2 separate regions of the Sus scrofa genome follow, and region 1 is linked to region 2. Evidence: chromatin contacts called from public Hi-C data. All regions are on one chromosome and are shown on one strand. The core of a region is the stretch at or near the end of the contact, and the rest is flanking DNA. Distances in the headings are between cores, read along the strand shown. Region 1 holds the start of PAX6 (paired box 6). Region 2 holds the start of WT1 (Wilms tumor 1).

Region 1 (3,457 bases), core at 88-2,587, 560 kb before region 2:
GACCCAGGCCCAGGTAAGGCGCGCGGCCCGGTGGTCACTTCTCTTGTTTCCCTGCTTTCCGGAGGAGGTGGGCAGGTGGCGACCACCTCTCGGAGTTGGGCGGTGGTCCCAGCACCTGTCACAGATGCCTTAGATATAAATGTCCCTTGAAGGAGCCCTCAAGAGGTCTAAAGACGGGGCGCCAGGAGCACGAGTGGGAGTCTGGGGCAAGCCAGGCCTGACCTAGAGGCCTCCCTAACCTCTCAGGCGGGTGCTTCCATGCCCTGCCTAAGCCCATACTGGTGTCGCCGGCTGCCTGGAGCTGGACTCCCAAAACTTAACTGCCCCGCGGAACCACAAGTTAGTCTGTTTGGGGTCGTTTCTTCCCTGACCCATTTTGAAGAAAGTTCTGGCTCCCGGCCTGGGTCGTCCGGGGGCAGGAGAGTGGCTGGGCGCTGCTTTCCCCTGCACGCAGAGGCCCGGCTCCTCTGGCGCCCACAAGCTTCCCACCGAGGCAGCGAACCCAGCGCCCGCGGTAACCCGAGCCCGCGTTCTAGCTCAGTGAGAATCGCTAATTATTAGGTCTTCCCAAGTGAAGCTCAAATCACACGCTGGGGGCTTTACGCGCTGCCCAGCTCTGCGGGCTGCATTCTTTCGTCCTCCTCTCCTTTATGAGAAACGAACTCCCATCTCTTAGACTTTGTTTCGGTCCAACCATCTATGGTTTGCAACCGCCGCAAACTTTTGCTGCACTTCCCCCGACCCGCGGGGTTTCCACGCGCTCCAGGCGCAGGTGGGGACTTCTGCACGCGAGAATGTCCTGAACTGCTATTGGGGGAGTTCCGGGTGCAAACTGCATCCCACCCCCAGCCCCTGCACTTCTCATGGTCGCCAGAGGCTTTTGAGACTGTAGCAGCAGATCCCTGTGTCTCTCTCTCTACCCCCCTCTCCTCCCACCTCAGCACTCAACTGGAAGTCCATTCAGAAGACTGGAATATTTTGCCACTTTTGCAGACAAACACGCTCAGCAAAGACAAGACATCCCCTCCTCGATCTTATCCCGCCCTCGGTAACTCCCCTCCATCTTTGCCTCCTTTTCAAAGAAAAATCAAGCCCCTGGGCTACTTGGGGCGGGCTTGGTTTGGGGACTCCCGTCGCGGGGAGCGGAGAGGGAGCGTGGGTCCCGAGCCGGGCCCGGGGCAGAGCCCGGGCGGTTACCTGGGAGCGGAGGGCGGGTAGGCAGGTGAGCCTGGCGGCGCCGGTTCCCACACTTCTCACCGCCGCTCGGCAGGGGAAGTGGCAGATCTGACAGCCGCGTTCTACGCGAGGACCTGCCCCAGAGTTTAAATGTCAATGATAAGAAAAGAGGGTGCTCAGGCAGGCGCTAACTTTCCTTAATATCCATGCCAGCGCGGTCCTCATTGGTTGCCCGACTCGCGTGACGTCATGGCGGCCAGAGTTGGGTTCCGCTCCGCGCAGTCTAGCGCTCGTGCGCGGCGGGAGCCTCCCCTCCCCATCCCGAGTCCGGCCCGCTCCCCGTACTGCCAACGCGGTCCTGGGCCAGGCCCTTGGTTGCCCACGCCCAATCCATCTTGGGCTGCCCCGCCCTCCTTTAGGCTGTAATGTCAACCCCAAGGAAACTAGTCCTCTTGAGTACGCTCTTCCTCCTCTCCTGGCACGCGAGACCCTGCCCCTAGGCTGACCAGCTGTCTTTCCGGGTGCCCACCAGATCCCCTCCTCAGATCCTCCGAGGAAATCACTTCATCAGAGGGACCGGAGGCGGCACTGGGTTAAGAGGAATTTTTGGCAGGAGTCGTTTTCAGGAGGAGGTGGAGGAAACGATGGTACCCCAACCTGGCCATCGTGCCTATAAGTCACAGGTGGACATAGATGGGGGCTGGGGAGAGGACGGGCTATCTCTTCCCGCAGGCTAAGCCAAAGTCCTGGCCAGGCCCGCTGGATTCCCCAAACGGCGCCCGCCCAGGCTTCCCTCCGCCCCTACGGCTAAAAGCTCTAGTCACAAAGAAAATGTAGATGATTTTATTAATCTTTGACTTGGGAATTATCTGTTGTCTTTGTGGTCTAGAGAGGGAAAATAGGAAAGTCCCAGATTCTGAAGTCAAGATTCCCCTTGCGCTGAGGAAGCAACAGAAATTGGGGCAGGGTTGGTAGGATACTGACCTGGTGGTCTGTGCTTCTTTTCCCCTCACCCCTGTGGACAAGGAGACTGCTTAGTGGAGCTGGACCTGGCTATCTTGTGACGGGGACTTAGACCCACGTTGTCATTCTCCTGTCTCCCTCCCTCCCTCCAAACAGGGGAGGGGGCTTCTCTGTGTCCAACCCCTTGCTTTTCTGCCTCCCTCTGGGTCTCGAACTTGGAAGTGACAGAGGTCCGGCCCTCAGGGGCAGGGGGCGCCTTACAAAGTGGCAGCAGGGGAAGCGGTGGGGCGTGGAATCTCTCCTTTCCGCAACTCGTGGGGGGCCTAGCTCTGGTAGATCCCGTGTTTGTGTGTGTGTGTGTCTGTGTGTGTGTGCGTGCGCGCGCGTGTGTGCTGAGGCTAGGAGGGGCACGCCTAGGCCGGAGAAGGGCCCCAGGGCCAGTTCCTGCGCACACCACTTGGGTGGGGGCGGCGAAGGGAGAGTGGAGCACAGATGGCGCCCAGGCGCCCGGGGGCCGAGCGGTTCCCGCTGCCGCCCCCGGCACACCTGGATAGGTGACTTCGCAACCAGCCGGGAGGCGGCTCCAGGCAGCCTGCCTGCCGCGTCCTCTGAGTCAGGCCAGCACCCTGTGGGACTTGATTTCTCTTTTTTGGTTCACCTCGTCGAGGGTAGGGTAGAGATGAGAATGGAAGCCTGTTGGTAGAGGTCTTAAGCGTGGTGGTTTTTTTATTTACAAACATTCTCTACACCCTCTTTATCCCAATCCCCTGGTCTTCCCGTGTCAGGGGCAAGGGGCATCCATCCTCCCCACCGGCCACTCTAATCTGGGCTAGGACCCTAAGTGGTCCTGTCTCCTCGACCCGTTTTGGCTGGAGAGTGCTGCTCAGGAAAGAGTTTCCTTGGGTTCCTCCGCTGCCATCGGCCACCTCGCGTGACCTAGTTTCTTGGTATGCCCCTAGCTCACCTCCGGGACTTGGTGCAGCACCCAGCCACAGACGTCTCTTGAGGTCTCCCCCGCTCCATGGTCTGCCTTGGAGTGTGGACTTAAGGTAGGCCCCAGGCCTGAGTAGGCCTTCGGAGCTCCCTAGTTTCCGTCCACAGCTCGCTCCCCACCCGCCCCCTCAATCCGGACCAGAGGCCGCCGGGAAGGCTGCTCAGAGCTTGTTAGGAGTCCTGGCCATTAAATGTGCGCGGATCCCTGCAACCCAGCAGGGTGCTCGAGAGCGACGCTGGAAACGCCACGGCCGCCGCCTTCTTATCTGCTTGTCAATAAAGGGCGCGCTCGGGCCGCGCGGGAGCACCGGGCGGTGGAGGCGAG
Region 2 (3,617 bases), core at 212-2,711:
CTGAAAGTCAGGCAGACGCCTGGGCCTCATTCTACTGCCTGTGGTAGGACGGGATCCCGCAGAGCTCGGAATCGGATAAAAGGGGTTCTCTTCCAGAGCTTCCCTGGAGCCCGTGTGCCCACGACTTGAGCTGAAGTCCGGGAGAGACCCACCTCTACACTACCAGAGCCTGGAGCCAAACGCGGACACGGACATGGGTCCAGAAAAGCCTCTATTCAGTCGCTAGTTCATTCATTTGCTCATTCTAGTGCTCCAAGGTACTTGTGTTTCTAATGTGCACCAACATCGTCTTAAGGGCTAGTGTGGCCCCTGGATAGATTGTTCACCCTGAGCTGGTCCCACTCCAAATTCAGAGTCTAAATATCTAAAAAGTCCAGTGACTGGCAAGTTTGATGGTGTTTTGAGCAACAAAACATCCTCCCCCGAGGCAGAGCCACATATTGCACTGGTTCCCGCTTCCCATTACCACGACGAAGAGTCTTAGAATCTCCCCGGGTCTGCGGGGTCCCAGATAACCTCCCGCCTCATGCGAAGAGTTCGGTTCCCCACTCTGAAAGATGTCAAGGGCCCATGCCAAGGACTCCCTCTCCTGGGCCTCCTCTCCCCCAGCTGCTGCTTCCTCTACCCTCACTGCCCTAGGATAGGCAGCTGGATAAGAATTGGGGTCACGGAAGGAGCAGCACAGGGGAGTGCCGGAGCGCGGTCGCAACCCAGTCGCTACCGCCCCGCGTGTAGGGGGCGCTCCCCAGCCTCCTTACCCTGGTTGCGAATAGCGGGCTGGCTCTCGAGGCAGCTGGGCAGGTAGGGCGCGTTGGGGAACATCCTGGCCTGGCCAGAGGATGCCTGGCTGGGCGGAGGAGGACCGAAGGGTCCGTAGCGACAGGCTCCAGCTGTGCCGGTGAATTGGCCCGAGAAATGGACAGTGAAGGCGCTCAAGCACTGCTCCTCGTGCGGCTCCGCGCCGCCCCAGCTCGGCTCTTGTTTGATGAAGGAGTGGGGCGGCGGCGGCGGGGGTGGTGGCGGCGGAGCCGGCGGCGGCGCAGGACCGCCCAAGGAACCGTAAGCCGAGGCGCCTGGGGGAGCAAAGTCCAGCACCGGCGCCCACTGCGCAGCGCCGCTCACCGGCAGGGCACAACCGCCGCCGCCACCCAGCGAGGGTACCGCTGGCAGCAGCGCGTTCAGGTCCCGCACGTCGGAGCCCATTTGCTGTGGCTCAGCACCGGACGCTGCGCGGCCCCTCCGGCTTTGCAGACGCTCCGCGCTCGACTCCGCCGCGCCTAACTTGGCCCAGATGCTTCCCGGGCCCCGGATCCCCAGCTGCTCGGGCTGCTGAAGGCACCCAGGCCCGGAGCGGAGTGAGTGCGAAGGCGCCGGCTCCGGGGCACACGTGGACGCCGGCTCTTGTGGCAGGAGGAAGTCCAGGATCGCGGTGAGGAGGCGGCGGGGCCCGGCTCCTGGGCTGCCGTCCCGGCTCTGGGTGGGTGGGTGAATGAGTGGGAGGGAGGGCGGGAAGTGCGGAGCGGATAGGCGGTCGAGTTGCGAGAGCCCCTGGGTGTGGGCGCTGCCTTGAACTCCCTACCCCAGCTGCCTGGCTGCCCCCAGCTTCTCAAAGCTCAAATAAGAGGGGCCGGCAGCGGGGGAGGAGGAGGAGTCAGGAGTGTCGGCCGCTCCATTCACACCGCTACCCTAGCCGATCCAGGCTGGGCGCGCGACTCCTTGGGGGCGTCTTCGTAGTGGGGAGGGGGGGGCGGGCCCGAGGGAGGGTCCCTCTCAGAGGCACCCTCCTCTCCTACCCGCCAAGCGTTCTCCGCTGGCCTGTGAGATACGGTCCTCCCTCCACCTCCCCTTCTCGGCCTTCGCGAGTGTGGGTGCCTCGGGGCACTGGCGAGACCCTCCAGGTGAGCAGTGAATGTCCCCTCTGCATCTCTGTGTGACGGGGGTGGGGATGGGGTTGCTAATCAGTGAGGGAAGGCTGGAGGGAGGAGCCGGGGGCTCCACGAGGGCGGGAACTTAAGGAAAACGCAGAGAACTTTCCGTGACTTCAAAGAGGTGGATTCCCCTGCCTTGCGCCGGCGAATCCAACTATTGCTCCTAGAGCCGTCGGGTTGGAGTGGTAGCCGTAATCTCTCGGGGTCACTGGGGAGCAAGGTGGCTCCTTGTGGATTCCAGAGGCCAAACGCAAGGCGAACGTGGGTGACCTGGAGCTTGCATCAGTTGTGATATACAGGGCGGGGCGTATTTCCAACGTCCGGTAGTTGGTGACATGGTGAAGTTTGTGCCCAAAGAAAGGCGGTTGCCACTTACCTAAAATCAGTGGCCGCATCACTTAATCTCCCTTTTCTAGCGAGAAGTAACTAATTTTTCTAAGTGAAGCAAGGAAAACAGCGGTTAGTTTGCAAGGAAGGAAAACCCTAAGGAAACGCTCAGATTCCTGACGCCGAGTCTGGAGGGTAGAGAATGAGGAAGGTTTAGATACAAAGCCCGAAGGACTAGTTGGTTCCCAGAGCCACTCCCGCTGAACTCTGCCTCCGCTTACTGCAGTCGGGAGTGCCACTCTGGATGACTAGGATGCACAAGCCAGGTTAGGGGGCCGACAAGGAGAGCCTACAGCAGCCCCGGTCCAAAGCAGAGTTCACACCGTTGGAAGCTCCCCGTGCCTGGCACTACCAAATCGGATTCCTCTCTCCACCTAGACAATTCTTTGGGAGTCCTGAGCCCCAGAGCAGGTATTTGGGGTTTTGTTTTCTTTATTTGGTTCTTCCAAAATAGTCGGCTTCTATGGGGGAACAGACCCGAGGTAAGGAGAAGCTCTGGGAACCTGGATTGGAGTGCGTTTCAGGGGCGTCTCCCTGAAAACCCCAGAAGGAGGCGGCGACGGCTCAGCCTGGGACTGACAGGAGCATGGGGCGGGAAGGGCGGGTTGCCCACGGGCCTCTTACTCGAGTCTGGCCGGGAATGGAGTCCAAAGCTTTTCAGCCAAGCCGACGTTAAGCAACAGTCAAGGTAGTTGCAGTGTTATAAAGAAGTCGCGCGTTTTAAAAAGCCTTGACTTACTCTCCGTTTCTTACATTTTGGTCTTCGTTAATTTGCGTTGAGTAAAGGGTAGCTAGGAGTTCCGGCTGCGGACCCGAAGCGTGTGCGGGCTCAGAACTAAACGCTAAATAAACACAATTCCCTCCTCTTGGGGTCGCTCGTCCTGGAGGCGCGGAAGACTGAGGGCAAAGGTTGGGAACACGTGCTTCATCGCCAGACCACTTTCGCGGTGATGGACACTCCTCTGTGCTACTTTGGTGCCTGACTTAGCTTTGTCAACACTCTGAAACTTTTTCTTTCTTTCTTTTTCTTTTTTTTTTTCCCCTAAAGAAATGAAAAGGCTTTCCAGGCCAGCTCCTGCTCCCCATACACTCCCAGTGGGCCGCCCTCTCCTCTCTTGCACGCTGCGACTCTAAACCTGCTGGGGCCGGGCGGAGGGCACGTGCGCTTTGGCTTTTTGATGGGGAAAGGGCCCGCGAGATAAAACTTCTCAAGCCAAGTTGCCACTAGGACGCCCCAGACCCCTGTCTCACACCGTCCACTTTTATTTCTACCTCGAAGTCGTTTTTCTTAACTATGACTCA

What was found. A called contact is a pair of places that touch in the nucleus more often than the background predicts.
Region 1: a contact with region 2 is called in a Hi-C map of epiblast stem cells, with 6 times the contacts expected there. The contact joins the promoter of PAX6 here to the promoter of WT1 in region 2. A contact is called at or near these places in 3 of 47 Hi-C or Micro-C datasets (embryonic fibroblasts, epiblast stem cells and fetal skeletal muscle).

What each region holds. Positions count from the first base shown.
Region 1 is chr2:28,969,460-28,972,916 of Sscrofa11.1, reverse strand. It overlaps PAX6 (paired box 6), which reads right to left and starts at 1,337. Exons shown (of 13, transcript NM_001244172.1): 1 at 1,198-1,337.
Region 2 is chr2:28,409,765-28,413,381 of Sscrofa11.1, reverse strand. WT1 (Wilms tumor 1) reads right to left here and starts at 1,461. Exons shown (of 10, transcript NM_001001264.1): 1 at 759-1,461. The coding sequence starts at 1,203. It overlaps LOC102161978 (a long non-coding RNA gene), which reads left to right and starts at 1,770. Exons shown (of 4, transcript XR_002341531.1): 1 at 1,770-1,898.